2 separate regions of the Mus musculus genome follow, and region 2 is linked to region 1. A link is a contact called in public HiChIP or PLAC-seq data. All regions are on one chromosome and are shown on one strand. Each heading gives the region's core, a stretch centred on a gene start, on an enhancer-like site or on the middle of the called end of the contact. The rest is flanking DNA. Distances are from core to core; before and after follow the strand shown.

What was found. HiChIP or PLAC-seq counts read pairs in DNA pulled down with a chosen protein or histone mark.
Region 2: a contact with region 1 is called in a FOXA1 HiChIP or PLAC-seq map of pancreatic cancer cells. The contact joins two enhancer-like sites. A contact is called at or near these places in 1 of 484 Hi-C or Micro-C datasets (cranial neural crest), 1 of 115 datasets of contacts at active chromatin or transcription factors (pancreatic cancer cells) and 1 of 9 other capture datasets (macrophages).

The regions. Positions count from the first base shown.
Region 1 is chr6:29,847,572-29,850,544 of GRCm38.p6, forward strand. The region is part of intron 1 of Ahcyl2 (S-adenosylhomocysteine hydrolase-like 2); the gene reads left to right. Among named protein-coding and RNA genes, the nearest start is that of Strip2, 68 kb to the right of the region's middle. Within about 2 kb of position 1,455, at least 82 of the 459 cell types and tissues checked have an H3K27ac peak or open chromatin away from gene starts, as enhancers often do. A contact at or near this core is called in pancreatic cancer cells, where this site is marked.
Region 2 is chr6:31,031,592-31,034,397 of GRCm38.p6, forward strand. No RefSeq gene overlaps it. Among named protein-coding and RNA genes, the nearest start is that of Gm40359, 18 kb to the left of the region's middle. Within about 2 kb of position 1,535, at least 54 of the 459 cell types and tissues checked have an H3K27ac peak or open chromatin away from gene starts, as enhancers often do. A contact at or near this core is called in pancreatic cancer cells, where this site is marked.

The sequences.
Region 1 (2,973 bases), core at 205-2,704:
TATGCATTTGACATTTAATAACCACACACTTCAGTATTTTTACCTGCCACTTTCAGTGCCCAATCCCATAAGAATGCTGAATGTAAATTCTTTCTCATTCTGTTTTTTTTAGGGTTTCAGAAGTTTTAAGATAAACCTTGACTTTTCTTGGAGGCAGGTTTGAGGCGGACTGAACCCTGACCTAAGTATGTCTGAATTTGCTATGTCAGGAGAATTGTGGGTTTAAGTCCACACTCCACTCCCAGGTTAAAAGACGTAACAGGAAGGGAATACAGTAGCTGGGTGCTCAAGTGTACTGCAGTCTCTAACGGCTTAATTGCTTATCTGAGAGACCTGGTTGGATTAGTAAGTGGCAGGAGGGTACACAGCTGCCTCCCTGGTCACAGCTTGGTTATGCCTGTTTCTGTTTGCCTTGTCACTTCTTCCTCACACCTGTCTCCTTTCCTTCTCCTTCCCTCTGAGGTCCCTGTCCTAGAATCATCTTCTCTCAGCAGCTTGCATTCACTGTTTGTCTTGTAAGCGTTAACCACCTGAAATACAGGAATAAGACGCTAATCTCAGGGAGAGCTTAAACTCTAGTGTGGAAATAAGCAAATATGACCAACTGCCATATCCATATTAATGTGGACTATGACAGGGGTTATTTAGTAATTTGTGGACTTGAGTCTATGTTTAACCTTTTTATTTGTGTATGTGTATGGTATGTGAGTGCACACATATATATGCTTGCCATAGCATGTGTGGGGAGGTCAAAGAACAACTTTCCAAACTCAGTTCTTGCCTTCTATGTTTGTTTTGAGACAAGAATCCTCTTGTGTCTTGCTGCTGTACTGCTGCGACCAGGCGAGTGAGCTTCGGGCATGCTCCTTTATAATGCTCCTTGGGACTTCGTTTTGAGTAAAGTAAGGCAGTTTTGGAGCATTATAAAGAAGAAAGTGATTTGATGAGATTTAAAATAAAGAAGGTACTGACAGTCGTGTATATGTAAGTGAATTCAGCATCTCTGTGGGCCTCCACAGGTGGAATAATAGCAATAATAGTAAAGTTCATACCGCCCTAGGAGCATCCAGCTGTCCTTGCTCTTTTGAGTACTTTTTACCATTTTTATTTGTTTTAATACAAGGTTTCATATAGCCTAGCCATATTCTCCAGCCCTGCCTCCTGACTGTGGGATTACTGATGTGGGTCACTACGTCTGGTTCTGCTTTTTTGTTTTGTTTTCATTTATCATTTTGTTTGTTTGTTTGGGGTGTGTGAGTGTGTGTGTGTGTGTTTGTGTGTGTGTGTAAAATATGTGCAGTGGTACTTGTATGGAGGTCAGAGGACAGCTTCCCGGGGTGGGTCCTCTCCTTGCACCGTTTGGATATTTGGATTACAGACATTGAGCTGAGGTTGTGAGGCTTGGCAGGAAGCTCACTACCCAGTGAGTCATCGCCCCTGTGCCCTACTCTGCTGTTTACTTATTAACTTACTTGATCCTCTCAAAACTTCCCTTTAACAGAGGAGTAAATAGGCACAAGGAGACTAGGTAATTGTTCAAGTTACACAGTGAGTGGAGAGGCTTGGCCAGGCAGTCTAATGCTACTCTGCTATACCTGGTTAAGGCCAGTGTAGCTTCCTGGTACTGGGTTTATGTAAACATGCATATTAATCTTTATTTTAAAAATATAAGGCCTAGAACAATGGCTCAACAGTTAAGAGCACTTACTCCTTTAAGTACCCAGGTTTGGTTCCCACTACCAAGATGGCAGCTTACGCCATCTATAATTCTAGTTCTAGGGGATCTGCTGCCCTCCCTGGCTTCCCCGGGCACTGGACACATACAGTGCATGTACATATATACAAGCAAATACTCACACACATAAAACCTTTTTAAAAACCAACGTTATAAGAATAGTATTGTTATCATGTTTTAACAGATGAGGTAACAAAGGCTTTAAAAAGTATTTGGTTTGCCTGATGATAGCCCAGAAAGTGTTGGAGCTAACCTAAAGCCTGTTAAATCTTCACCAGTTTCAGAACATGAGGAAACTGAGAGGTGAGAGTCCTCCCATGAGTGAGGATGGGAGACGGGAGGGAGGGCTCAAGTCCTGCTATCATTGGCATTTCAAGCTTGAGGAGGCGTGGTAGCATCCTGTTCTGACAAGATGTTTGACACAAACAGCTTATAAAGGAGAAGGTCATTTTGTGTCATGGTTTCAGATTTTCATCCATGGTCATATGAGCACTTTGCTGGTCACCACAATCTGGTCACCAAGTCTTCGACACATCCAAACCATAACCAGGTATGGGACATCTGAGGCCTACCAATTCAAACCAACCTCATAACTAAGTAGATTGATCTTTGAACCCAGGTGGCTAGGAACTTTAGCCTTTAATAACCAATAGCTTCTGTGACTAAAGAATCATGACTGCATTTTCTTATGGCCTCAGAGACACTAAGTGGATCAGAAATACTGAATGTTGGGCTTGAATGTTTGGATCTTTTCATAGTCCACTTTTCCCCTCAGTTTGTCATGAGAGTCATCAGGTGATTTGCCCAAGACATAGGAAGTCACAGGAACAATCTTCGAGGATTTTCTAATTCATTGCCCTGTGCCTTGTGGCTCTAGGTTCCAAATGCTTGAAGCTTGTACACATAGTGACTTCTCTATGTGTGTGCTTTCTGACTTTGACCTCCAGAAGTCCTACCTTGATGCCTTTTCCACTGTGAGCATGTGCTTGCTCTGACTTTGGGTTATTTGGCATAGCCTCAGAGGTTGTGATTGTTCTGTGAAGTCACCACTGGTAGGAACACAGCTGGCATACAGGATGTTTAGCTGTTTTTGGAATTAAAGCAAGCTTCTTGAGTTGTGATATAGATGGCTTCTAGAGTTAGTCTAGTTTGTTGAGCTTGCTAGCCCCTCACCTAAATGCTGTTGTAGTATAGTCATGTGTGGAGTCTGCGTCACTCCTGCTCTGGCTGTGAATGGA
Region 2 (2,806 bases), core at 285-2,784, 1.2 Mb after region 1:
GGTTCCTGTGGGCAAAGTTGTTCCTCTTATGCAGTCCAACAAGGAATCATAAAACAGTTTTTTCCAGCTGGGTGAGGTGGTGTGCACCTATGATCTGAGCATCCAGAAGTCGGAGGCAGGGGAATCACGAGCTTAGTCTTTGTAGTGAGTTCCAGGCCAGCCAGGGCTACACACAGTGAGACTCTTGGCTCAAAAACAACGAAAATTGTACTAGCTATACCAGAAGAGTGAGTTATCTTTCTGGAGAAAACACTATAAAGTTGCTGTTATATGAACCAGTGATCAAATGTCATGTGGCCAAAACACAGGAAAAACAGGGCTTAAGCCAGAATTTTTTTAAGGGCAATGCTGGTGATATTTGTCAGCTTCTTCAAAAATATTATGATAATGTTTATAATTTTAAATCATATTCTCACCTAATTTACATTTGTGAATTAGGTCCTATTGATCACAATAAGCCTTTAAAATTACACTCAAGCTTTAGAAGACCTGGGTACATATACCCCTGGTTACATGTGGCTTCACTGATAACCATGCAGAAGAATTATAGAAATAAGAATTAATGTAATAATATTTGTGATCGAATTTAAGATTCAATTCCAAAAATTACTTTAAAAACACTTTTTCTAAATGTGTGTGTGGGGTGGGGGTGGGGGAGACAGACAGGCAGGCAGAGAGAGAGAGAAAGAGAGAGAGAAAGAGAGAGAGAGAGAGAGAGATGTCTGTGTCACACTGGGCGGGTAGAGGTCAGGACAGTATCAGCTGTTCTCAGCTTTCATCCACCAGGCTAGCTGGCTGGAGCATCCCAGGATTCTCCTGTCTCCACTTCCCATCTTAAAGGAGGCACACCTGCGGTAGATGTGCTATGGTACCAGTGTTTCATGGACTTTCTCAATCTAAGCTCGGGTCCTCACATTTGTGCACCAAAGTCCTTTTCACACACAGAGCCATCTGCTCTGCCCTAAAATTCCGATTTAATGAGCTTATGCAAAGAAGTATGCAGACATGTATATATATATATATATATATATATATACACACACACTGATAACTTTTGACAAATGTGTCAACCTATGAAACAGCTCTCAAATCAACATAGAACATATTTTCATCATCTTCCAAAATTTCTTTGTGCTACTTTCTAGTAAATTCTCCCCACACACGGAAGTTGTTCTGATTTTCATCACCAGAGATTAGCTTACCTACATGTGAACTTCGTAGGAAAGGACTTACACAGGGTGAGCCCTGTTTGTGACCGATTTCTTGATTTATCTTGTACACGGCAGTAATTTCACAGGCCAGGTTGACTATGTTAAGGCAGGCCAAAGCATAAACAAGATCTCTGGGCCTATGAGGATATTCCTACAAGAGATTAGTATCAAATTGGTCGACTGAGTTTGATCTGTAGGTGGGATCTGTCCTCACCGTTGTAGTGGATGTCATCCAGGCCTGAGGCTTACATAGGACAAAAGTGCAGAGGTAGGCTGCCTCTTTTTCTCAGCTAGGCCAGCCTCTGCTTCCTTTCCCTGGGTCTGCCATCTCCAGGGCTTACAGCGCCAACGCTACCCACCCCCACCCAGCTTTCCAAGCCTTTGGATTCAGGCTGAGTTAGAGCCAGCAGCTCTACGTCGCCATCTTGTGGCCACCAGAGGATATGGCAACATATCATCTCGGTCGCCATTATATGAGCCAATTCTGGCTTTCTCTTTATGTCTGTACCCACATCAGCTACATCACATCGACTCACCCACCCATCTTTTCTCCAACTCCTGTCAGTTACCTATCTGTTATCTATAACTATTCGTATGTATACAACGTCTCTTCCCACCTTTCTGGATAACTGACTAATATGTCCTTTGAAGACTTATCTATGCTGTGGTATACACCAGCAATCCGTGTCTCTCTCTCTCTCTCTCTCTCTCTCTCTCTCTCTCTCTCTCTCTCTCTCCCCCTTCCTTCCTTTCTTTTTTCAATTACAGAGTGGTATTCAGTTAACAGAACAACAATTATCTTCATATAAGCTGCATCAAAGACTACTGAAGATTAAAAAAAATAATAATAAAACCAAAAGAAAAAAAAACAAAAACTTAACTACTGTCCCCATATATAACTAATTTGTGCTGTGCACAACAAGAACCTGCTTTAACTTTCCAATCCGGTCCACCTCCCTGGGGAGTAGTATATCACTGTTTCCTTATTTGCCTGATGAACATTTCGTTATTTCTAGACTTTGTTTATTATGAATAAATATATATAAATATGTGCCTAAGTAATTTTCGGAAGATGGACTTCCATTTCTCTTGGGGATGTGCTGTGGAATTCCTCCATCCTATAGAAGGTAATTATTGAAACATTTTCCAAAGTGGTCTCAGTTTCAACCCTGACTCAGTGGTTAATGAGTGAACTGGTTATTTTATTTTTAACAGCATCCGAAGGGGTGTGAAGTGGTATCCTGTCTGTGGTTTTTTCTCATAACTCCCTGATGAATAATGAGACCGAGTGCCTTCTCAGGTATTTACTGACCGCCCCATCCTCGTTATCAAGTGTTTCCCAAATAGCTTGAGTATTTTAATTTGGATTATCTTTTACTAATTTGCATACACTCTGTAAATTCAGTTCTGATTGAAATCTTTAATTAGTTCAGATCTATCTATCTATCAAGCATACATTTTTACACAATCTATAGTCTGTCTTCCATGGCTTAATTTTTTTTTTTTTTTTTTTTTTGAGACAGGGTTTCTCTGTATAGCCCTGGCTGTCCAGGAACTCATTTTGTAGACCAAGCTGGCCTCAAACTCAGAACTCC